Regions from separate parts of the Sus scrofa genome. Here region 2 is linked to region 1. The links are chromatin contacts, called in public Hi-C maps. All regions are on one chromosome and are shown on one strand. The core of a region is the stretch at or near the end of the contact, and the rest is flanking DNA. Distances in the headings are between cores, read along the strand shown.

Region 1 (4,961 bases), core at 1,454-3,953:
CCATGCCCTGGACCTGTGCCAGGTGGGGCTGAGGCTGGAGTGAACCCTGCTGCCCCGGCCCCATGGGCCCGGTGACCCTGGTGGAAGAGCCAGCTCCCTTGGCTTAACCCAACTGCCACTCCAGTTTCCCCACTGGAAACTGGTCCTAGGCCTCTGCCTGCCTGGCTGGGGCCCTAGCCCCACCCTTCTCTGCTATTCCGTTCCTGTTCAGGCTGTCCCCCTGTCCTGCAGCCCCATGCAAGCTGGGCTCGGGCTCCAGAACAAATGGGTCGGTGACTCCCAGCAGTATCTTCCCCAGGAAGCGGGGCAGGATGGGGGAGACGGCTTCCCAAGAACATGAGCCTCTCAGACAGAAGAAGCAGAGTCACTGATGCTTTAAAAATCAGCCTTTTGGGAGTTCCCATTGTGACTCAGTGGTTAACGAATCCGACTAGGAACCATGAGGTTGCGGGGATTCGATCCCTGGCCTTGCTCCGTGGGTTAAGGATCTGGCGTTGCTGTGAGCTGTGGTGTAGGTTGCGGACTCGGCTCAGATCCCATGTTGCTGTGGCTGTGGCGTAGGCTGGTGGCTGTAGCTCCCATTAGACCCCTAGCCTGGGAACCTCCACATGCTGCGGGTGCGGCCCTAGAAAAGGCAAAAACACACAACAAAAAAAAAAAAAAAAAAAAAAAAATCCAGCTTTTGGAGTTCTCGCTGTCACTCAGTGGGTTAAGTACCCAACATAGTCTCCATGAGAATTTGGGTTCAATCCCTGTCCTCGCCCAGTGGATCAGGATCTGGCATGGCTGCAGGCTTTGGCGTAGGTCGCAGATGTGGCTTGGATCCTGCGTTGCTGTGGCTGTGGTGTAGGCCAGCAGCTGCAGCTTGGATTCAACGCCTAGCCTGGGAACCTCCATATGCCGCAGGTGTGGTCCTATCTTAAAAAAGTTGGCCTCTTGGTCACCTCCCGCCCATAAATGGCAGCCAACTCCAGCCTGGGAGGATGGAGGAGTCTGGCACCGGGGTGATAAGTTATTGGTGAGCATCCACCAGCCCCAGCGCCAGTCACCTGGGCATCAGGGTTTCACGATGTCACGAGTCCCTGCTCAAGTACGGTGGGAGGAGGTTAACAGATGGAAACTGCCATAGCCCCATGTTGCCCGCCAAAGCCCTGCTGCATGGACTGTGTGCTCATAGCAGGACAGTTCAGATGCCATGTGCCTGCCGAGTGGGGCCAGGAGAAGGAGCTGGCAGCTGGTGATGACACCAGAGGAGACCGAGCCAAAAGGAACTCTTTCTTGCCCTCAGGGGCAAGTCTTTGTGGTTTAGTACCTCGAATTGAGGGCCTGACAAGTCAGGCCCTATACTCTGAGACTGGCTCCGTGCTGGAGGACACACCCTGTCCTCAAGAGCCCAGATGATAAGACCACTACATGCAGCCCTGCCAAGCAAAAGGTGACAGAGTGCTTTGGGATTCAGAGGGAAGCTACTGGAGTCTGGCAGGGAGGGTTTCTGACACCTTGATGCTCCAAGGCTCTAGGGGCCACCTGGGTGGCCTTTGTCGTTCCTTCAGTGGCACTGAATTCCCATAAGGATCCTGCCCTCGTCCCTGGCTCCTCCCTCTTTCAGCTCATCTGATCTCACTGACCTGTCTGGTGGGGGGGGGCGCGACCCTTCCTGACCTCACACCTGAGAAGAGACGTCCAGAATCTGGAAGTAGAATTGGGTCCCTTCAGTTTCCCTTCTTCCTTTCCAGACCTCTTTCTCTGGGGATTTTGAACAGAAGTGAGAAGTCCTTACAGAAAGTGTAGAAACTTTCTGTAAGGGTCCATGGGTCCATGGACGGGGACCTAAGCTCGGGGCAGACGCTGGTGAAACAGAAAGGAAAGGCGCACCCCCTACATCAACTATGAATTCAACAGATGCTTACTGATGCCCACATTCACCGCACCCACTCTGAGCCAGACGGGTTCTAGGAGCCGCCTGAGCCCGGTCCCTCATGTGAGGTCTCGGGATGCTGGGTGAAGACAGACCACACTACTCAGAAGCCTTGGAGGCGGCCTTGAGCTTCGGACAAACCCTTCGCCTCCCTGAGCCTGTGGGTCTCCTGTGAACCAGACAGCTGTTCCTGGCAAGGCTGAGGCCCGCTCCGCAATTACGGAGGCAAGGCATGCAGAGCCTGCCGGGGAGTAACAGAAACACCATGAGGACCTTCTCCATAATGCGTACGGACCTCGGATCCGCAACAGAAAACCGGACACGTGGCCTTTGCAACGTCTGCGCACAAGCCTCAGGAGAGCTTCAGAGGACCACGAGGCCCCGCCTCAAAGGGGGCGTGGCCGGACAGGGAGCGCGCGCCCGGGCCAGTCCCGCGAGACCTCACCCATCGGGCGCGGCGCGCGTTGCCAGGGCGACGGCGCCCGGCGCGCAGGCGCAGTGCCGGCGCGCTCTGCCGCCCGCCGCCGCCGTCGCCGCCGCCGCGCCTTCCCCTTTAAGCCCCAGCCGGTCGCGTCGCCGCTTCATGAATGGAGCCCACGTGACCAAACATCATGTGACGTCTGAGGAGCGGCGGCGGGCGGCGGCGGCGGCGGCGGCGGCCGGCGGCGGCGGCGGCGGCGGCGGATCCCGAGCCCCGAGCCTGGTCCGGCCCGGCCTTCCAAGCGCGCTCGGACCGGCCCGCGCAGGCGGCGAGCCCCTACCCCGGGCCCGGAGCCCCCGCGCGGCCCACTCCCGCGCGGCCTCGGAGTGCCCGCCCCGCCCCGCCCCAGCCTCGGCCCGCCGGGCCCGCAGTGTGGTGGGTGAGTGCGGCGGCGGCCGGGCCGGGGCAGGGCGCGGGGCAGCTGGGGGCTCCGGGCCGAGGGCGGGCTTCCGCGGGGCCTCGGCTCCTTCGGGCGTCCGGGGCGGCGCGGGCCGGACGCTCCGAGCTTCGGCTCTGCCCCGCGCCCTGCTGGCGGCCCGTGCCTCGATTTCCCCACTAGTCAGAAGCGGCTTCCTGCCCTTGCGCCTGGGGTGCTCGGGTGGGCGCGGGGGTGCCCACAGGGGCGGGGCGGGGCTTGCGCGGGCTGGCTTGCTGGGCCGGGGCGTCCTGGAGGGAGGGGCGGCCGGGGTGGCGGGAGGAAAGGGTGGGGTCGATCGGGGAGCCCAGGGCTCCGCGGAAGAGCCTGGCCGTCCCAGCCTGAGCTGCTGATTCATCAGGTGTCTGTGTTAACGCCTCTCGGACGCGGGGGTCCTTGGAGGCCGGGGGGAAGGGGGCGGCACGTGGGGGGTGGCTAGGAAGACCCTCCCCGCGCCGACTTCGCTCTGTCACACTCGTGCCAGAGCCCAGAGGGAGACTTGCTGAGTCATCAGCATGAGGTCACTCGATGCTTGTCCTGATGCCTGGGGGGATTTGAGCGAGGGGCTCGAGAGGCTGGAAGCGAGAGGTGAGAGCTAAACCAGGGAGTGGGAAGGGGCTAGGCCCCAGGCTGGGGTGCCTGCTTAAGTTCGGGCTGATGTGCGTGTTGAAGGTTTGGGGGGTGAGTAAATGGAGGGACCGCTATTCTTATTATTCTGGGGTAGAGGGTGAAGACCCTGGTCCGTCCATCCCCTCCCCGGCAGGCTTTTCTCAGGCTGCTGGTCCCTGACCCGCGTCTGGGACAGTTCCCCAAACTGGGAAATAGTTCTCTGAGTGAGAAGAGGGAGGAGCTTAGGGGGGCTGTGCTTGCGGGCTGGGAAGCCGGCTTTCCTTATGACTGGTCTGGTTGGCCAGGCTGGGCAGCCTCTGGGCGGGGAAGATGGGGAGACAGTGGGAGAAAGAGGGGTGCCTGTACCCGGTTTCTGGGTAACAGTGGACAGGGCAGGGGGCATGTAGGTGCAGCTCTACCAGGAAATTGCCAATGAGAGGAAGCAGCAGGACTTAGACTTCAGGGGAGTTGGTGTCTGGTGAGCAGGCCCTGCCTCTCTTCACAGCCCGCCGTGGGGTCTGGCTCGAGGCTGTGGGTGGCGGTAGCTTGGAGGGCACCCACCTTCAGGGCACTGGACTGGGGTGGACGGCATGGGCTGAAGAATCTCAGTCACCCCGGATTGTTCTGGTTGGGCTCAGGGTTGTGCAGCTTAACAAAGAAGGTGGTCCTGATGGGGTGGTGGTGGGGACTCCTGGGGAGGGAACTCCAGCCTGAGGGTCGTGTGGCCTGAGCCACCTTCCTAAGTGAATGGGTGGTTCCTGGTCTCCAGGGGCGGGGGTGGGAGTGGGGGTCTTTCCTCTAGACCAGAGCTGATCCTTTTGCCCAGGGGTTCAAGGCTAGGTAAGGCTGACCTTGTGCTTTGTCCTCAGGCATTACTTCCGCTCCCCTTCACCCCAGCCCTGGGCATACAGATGCCAGCTGATCTTTTTTTTTTTTTTTTTTTTCCTGGCCACAGCATGCAGTGGCTTGAAGTGGGATCTCAATTCCCAGAAAAGGGATGGAACCCAGGCCGCAGCAGTAAAAGTGCCGAGTGCTAAGCACCAGACCACCAGGGAACTCCCACCAGCTGATCTTTTGGCTGGAGTTTTATGAAAATGCAGATTCCTAGAGTGGTATTTCTTTAAATCTTCTCAGCTACTTGCGTTTGGTGGGAATGAAGTTTGAGACACTTTTCAGAGGGCTTCTGGGGAAATGGGTCCGAAGGGCAGGGTGAGTGTAGCGGGCTGGGGGGGGTGCCAGGATGACCGGGGCCACGCCTGCCGGGGAGGTTTGGCCACTGCGGTTTGTAGGACAGGAGAAGCAGGAGCGAGCTGGCCTCCTGCCCAGTGTCCATGCCCTGGAGTTTGAGCCCAGGGGAGGGGGAGGGGGCCCTCTCTCCTTCCTGGCCGGCTCTCAGCTTGAGTGGCTAGGCCTGGGTACCTTGGTGGGTATGCACTCTGGGGACCACCCCTGCCTCCTCCCCGAAGTGGGCTCAGCCTCTGGGGGAGCAGAGGCAGGAGGAGGGCTGCAGGGAGGCAGCGTCTCCTTGAAACGGCCTC
Region 2 (5,031 bases), core at 1,019-3,518, 130 kb after region 1:
GTAGGTGGGGAGCCCCCCCAGAGGCACCTGTCTGCATAGGGAGGCGCTCAGGCCGTTGTAGAGCGCCAGCAGGCCGTCGGAGCGCACCACCCGCAGCGCCATGCCCGTCATGCGCAGCCTCACCTCCTGCTGCGTCTGCAGGTGCACCTGTGGGGAAGGGGGCGCACCTGCTCAGAGCAGCACCCCACCGAGAGCCCGCCTGGCCCAGCTCTGCGCTAAGTGCCCTTACACCCTCACACCGAGCCTGTGGGCCAAGGGCCACCGGTGGCCCCGCTGAGACAGCAAACAGGCTCCTGCGGACTCTGTGCCCAGGCCTGGCACCAACCTTTCCAGGCTACCGTCTCACAAGAGACAACGTGAGCTCAGTCCCACCTGCCCTGGGACCTTTAGCTGAGGATGCAGGCGACTGCCGAGCCCTCTCTGTAGCCATGCCCCCCTCTCGAGAGGGACAGAGTGACGGGGACACCGAGACGACCTGAGGAGACATGGAGAGCGGGGGCGCAGAGGGGAAAGGGCGCCGGGGAGCTGGTGCCTGCACACGGCGCTCTCCCGACCAGCCGTGCCTGGGCAGGCTCCTGACTCTGCTGCTTCCACTCCTCAGGGCAGGGGGCAGGGTGGCCACCCGGGCAGCAGCCCCGTCCAGGCAGGAGGCCACTGTGAGCCAAGACGGTGAGCAAAGGGCAAGACCAAACAGCTTTAAAATTCTTGCTCCAAAGACATTGCTGAGAAGCAAAAACACTGGCCAGGCCTCCCCAGAGGCCTCTGTGGCTGCCGGATGCACCCCCGCACGAGCCACGTGCTCCCCAGGCCAGAGGCCGGGACATTCCTGTGGCCACTTAGGCCACCCACTGCCCGGCAGGCCATGGTCCGCCACACAACAGCACCTGGGGGTGGGGCAAAAGGCAGTGACCCTCAAAGGACCCCGGGACAATGGACGAGGGACTCTAGGCTGGCCGGGAGCCAGGCAGACAGTGAGCGTGACCCTCCGGGGGGCCCTGACCTTCCAGGGCGGGGGCCCAGAGACCCGGCCGGCATCTTTCAGAAAGTACAACAAAACCAGCCCTAAACCACCTCTGCCCAAGGGCCCCGCCAGACCGCTTCACAAGCCGGGGGCCACCAGGAGCCGCACGGGCTCGCCCAGGCGAGCCAGGTCTCGGATGCCAAGGGACTCCCAGCTGCAGCGCAGCCCCCAACATCTGCTAATCCTGCCTCTCCTGGTGGCAAGCCTGAAACTTAAGGGATGGCACTGCGTCAGCCCAGGACACAGGTGCCGTTCCTTCCAGAGGGCCAGCGTGGAGCACAGGCTGCTCTGGGGGGGGACAGGCAGGGGGTGGCCAAGTGGCTGCCCTGGCCCAGAGGCTCCACAAGCCCACAGCCCAGGCTCCCTGGAGCTGGGTCCCGCGACCAAAATATGCTTTGAGCCTCTGGCCCGACTCTTGCTGCTTGTGCCGAGAAAGGGGCAAAAGGCAACCCTCCCGCGGCTGGCCTGCCCTCCGAGACGACGAGGCTCTGTCTTCCTCTTAAAATGCCCCATGAGCATTTTCCACAAAGACAGCAAAGGAGGAACTGCTGGGGGAACTGCTGGCCCTCATCAGGCGGGACCTGCACCCAGGTGGGACCGAGGCTTTCAGGTGCTCACCCACCCCCGGGAGGAAGCGGCCCAGCGCCGGGGGGTCAGCCCACGCCCCTCCTCGCCGCCCTCCGTGTGTGCGCGGGACCCCTAGGCAGAGGAGGCGCGAGCTCCTGGGGCGGCGGGGGGGGGGGGGCGGGCGCGTGCGGCGCCTGGGCACGACCCTAAGTGCCCGCAGCTGCGCTCCCAGGGAACCGCCCCCTCAACGCGTCGCTCAGCGGAACGAAGCCTCCAGAGTACTGGGGGAGGGGGGCCAGAGAGGCCAAGGGACTAGCCCAAGGTCACCAGGTAGCACAGCGGGGGCCCCGGGGCACCTCCGCCGGGCGTTTCACGCAGGGCCTCCCGGAGCGACGGCCCGGCCCTCCGCCCTCGCCGCGCTCACCTTGAGCAGGTCCAGTGGGTGCGTGCAGCAGGCGGCGCCGCAAGACGCCAGTCCTCCGAAGTACCAGCGCGACACGCGCGCCTCGGCCGCCATGGCCCGAACGCCCCCGCCGCCGCGGCCGCCGCGGAGTGCAGACGTTCGGCCCGGACCCCGGCGCGAGAAGCCCGGACGCCGCCTCGCCCCCGCTCCGCCCCGGACGGACTCGACCCGGCCCGGCCCAGCCCGCTCCGCGCAGCCGCCCGCCGCCCGTTTAAAGCACAGCCGACCGCCCGCCCCCGGCGCAGCCAATGCGCCCGCGCGGCCGGGGGGCGGGAGCCGGGGGGCGGGGCCAGGGACACCCCGCCCCGAGACGGGGGCGGGCCCCGCGCCTTAAAGCGGCCGCGGCCCGGCAGGCCGGACGGGGCGGGGGGCCTCGCAGGGCCTCCGCGGGGCGCGGGGGCCGCGCGGACTGCAGGAAGCCTGCGGATGAGCCTGCCCCGCTCGCTCCAGGATCCTGCGTCCGGCCCCAATCTACTCCCGCAGCCCGCGGGCCACCCCGGCGCCTAGGGCACGTCGGCGAAGGTCAAGGCCTGAGTGGCCCGGGCGCTCGGCCTGCCCCCACCCCTCCGGGGGGCCGGCCTCCAGCAAGCGCCCCGCCCCTGAACTTGCACCTGGTGATCTCGCCGCAGCCCGGCAGGCCCCGGGGGTCCGCCCCGGGATACGCGGAACTGCTGGAGGCAGGAAATCTCCTACAGACAGCACGAGAACAGGGGCGGGGGCGAAGGCGGCGCCGAGACTGGCCGCCGAGCCCCCCGCCCTCCCGGAACTCGCAGCCAAGTCCAGCCTCGGGCCCGCTCTGACGAGACGGCCCCAGGCAGCCACCCTGAGGCGGCCCGGGCTGCGGGGAGGTGGCTGTCAGCAACCTGCCTGTCGGCTCCCGGCCCCTGCCGAAGCCGCGCACCCCCAGCAAGCCGGCAGTGCAGGTGTGCTGCCGGCCCAAAGGCACACCTGCCGGGCCGTGGAACCCAGGGCCACCGGAGGGCGGGGCCGCACGGATCGCTGAAGAAGCGGAACTGGAGCGCCCCGCTCCAGGCCAGGACCTGCGTCCTGCAGGACGAACTCGGCCACTGCAGCCTTCACCCCAACGGAGAAGGGGAGGGGACCGGGGAAACAACTGGTCCCCTGGGCCGACGCGCCAAGTCCAGCCTGGCCCCTGAGCACCCAGGGGTCTCTAAGTGTCGTTGGCAGACCCCACCTTCCCTCTAAGGCAGCCCCTAGATCCTACAGAGACAAGCCCAGGACTCTGACCCCTAAGGTCATCAGCTGGGGGCGTGAATAGAGGCTGCTGAGATTTCCAGCCCAGAAAGGCCAGGGCGGGGCTAGGGGCAGTCAGCCAGGCCCGTGGGTGCTTAGGGAAAGGACAGCGGGAGCGAGAAAAAGGGCCCACAGCAGTCTGGGGCTGAAGGGAGAGGGTGGGAGACCTGCACCGAAGCACCACGAGGAAATGTAAAATGTCCCCAAACAGCTCAACACACCCAGATAGCAGAGCCAACAAACTCAACTGTTAGGGTGTGGGAGGGGTGGCCTCCGAGCCCGCGGCCGGCACACCCCCTGCTTCCCACTGTCAGGTTCAGTCTGCGAGCAGGGCGGCTCCTGACCACAGAGCAAAGCGGCGAAGTGGAGGGGACTGCAGCCTTGAGCCCTGGGGTCTCCGCGACTGCCCAGAAGGCAGGGGTCCAGGCCAGGATGCCAGGGCTGGCTTCTCACAGAAGGAACCTGCCCCCAAGTTGGGGGGGCAGGACGGGGCACGGAGAAGAAACCTTGGAAAATGCCCAAGACTGGAACACCCTTTTTTAGGAAAAGGTAGATTTTGCAAATTATACATCAAGAAACTCCAAAAGACCCCAGCCAAATCCTCAAGTGGATCCTAGACTCGTGCAGAAGAGCGAGGGGGTGGGGTGGGCAGGCAAGGGGATCCCGCCCTCTGCAGGACCTGGTGTCTTCAGCAGCGTTTACATTTCCTCTTGGTGCCCGAGCAGAGGCAAGCAGCGTGGGTGGCCTGGCAGACACCAAGGTCCCTGGAATGGAGGGAGTGGCGTCTGGGGGTGAGAGGCACGTGGGTCGGCTCTGGGCCTCCCTCTGCCACCATTTCCTGAGCTGGGGCAAAGGCCAGTTCCCACTCAGACCTCACCAGAGCTTGTGAGGTCCTGGGTGGGTGCAGACCTGCACCAGATGCCTCCCAACACTAAGCCCGAAGGCCATGTGGGCTCCAGGCATCCCCCCACCCCTCCAGATCTGAGACACTTAAGGGCCACCTGCAGGCTGGAGCAGGGCAAGGGTTGCTGGGAAGGGAAGACCCAGGGCCTGGGTGGCACCTCTGGGTGTGACAGCAAGTTGTCCCCTGGGAGCAAGGCGGGTGGGGTCGCCCCACCTTTCAGCAGCCAGCTCGGTAATAGGAGCTTGAATAGAAGGTCCCATCCTTGAAGGATCACGGCCACCACCCCCACTGCCTTGGGACAAGGAGAGGCTCAGAGTCTAAGCAGCCTTTGCAGGTCACTCAGAGGGGACCACTCCCTGCAGCCCCCAAACCTGGGGCCAAGGCACACCCAGATTGCCTGGTAAATCACTAACCCTCGGGCCAGGCTGGGTGATGGCTCTGGTCAGAGGGCAGCCCCTAGGCCCCACCCACCTGGCAGCCTGGCAGTTCCTGGGCCTGTCCTGAGCCATCCCACCCAGAGGGATGTAAAGTCCCCACTCTGGTCCCACACAGCTGACCTTGCAGCCCATCCTTCACACAGGCATAAGGAAGATCCAGGCCTGAGCGTGGGGTTCCATGGGTGGCAGGAACTTGCCCCCCCCATGACACCCAGCAGTCCCCTGCCCTCCAGCGCTGCCCAGAGCTCTAGAGCACAAAGAGGGGTCCCTAGAGCCAGAGGGCACAAGCAGGGCCTGCAGACTCAGAGGCCACCAGCTCCCTCCCCTGGGCTCTGCTTTGAGACGCAGCTGCCTGAGCCCCGACCAAGGGACCCACAGGAGCCGC

What was found. Hi-C and Micro-C count contacts between places; a contact is called where the count stands out from the background.
Region 2: a Hi-C map of liver shows a contact between it and region 1, with 3 times the contacts expected there. The contact joins the promoter of SLC25A10 here to the promoter of MAFG in region 1. A contact is called at or near these places in 1 of 47 Hi-C or Micro-C datasets (liver) and 2 of 2 datasets of contacts at active chromatin or transcription factors (alveolar macrophages and skeletal muscle).

The regions. Positions count from the first base shown.
Region 1 is chr12:1,066,371-1,071,331 of Sscrofa11.1, forward strand. MAFG (transcription factor MafG) reads left to right here and starts at 2,704. Exons shown (of 3, transcript XM_021066420.1): 1 at 2,704-2,778.
Region 2 is chr12:1,195,171-1,200,201 of Sscrofa11.1, forward strand. It overlaps SLC25A10 (mitochondrial dicarboxylate carrier), which reads right to left and starts at 2,269. Exons shown (of 11, transcript XM_021066468.1): 1 at 2,013-2,269; 2 at 28-147. The coding sequence starts at 2,105.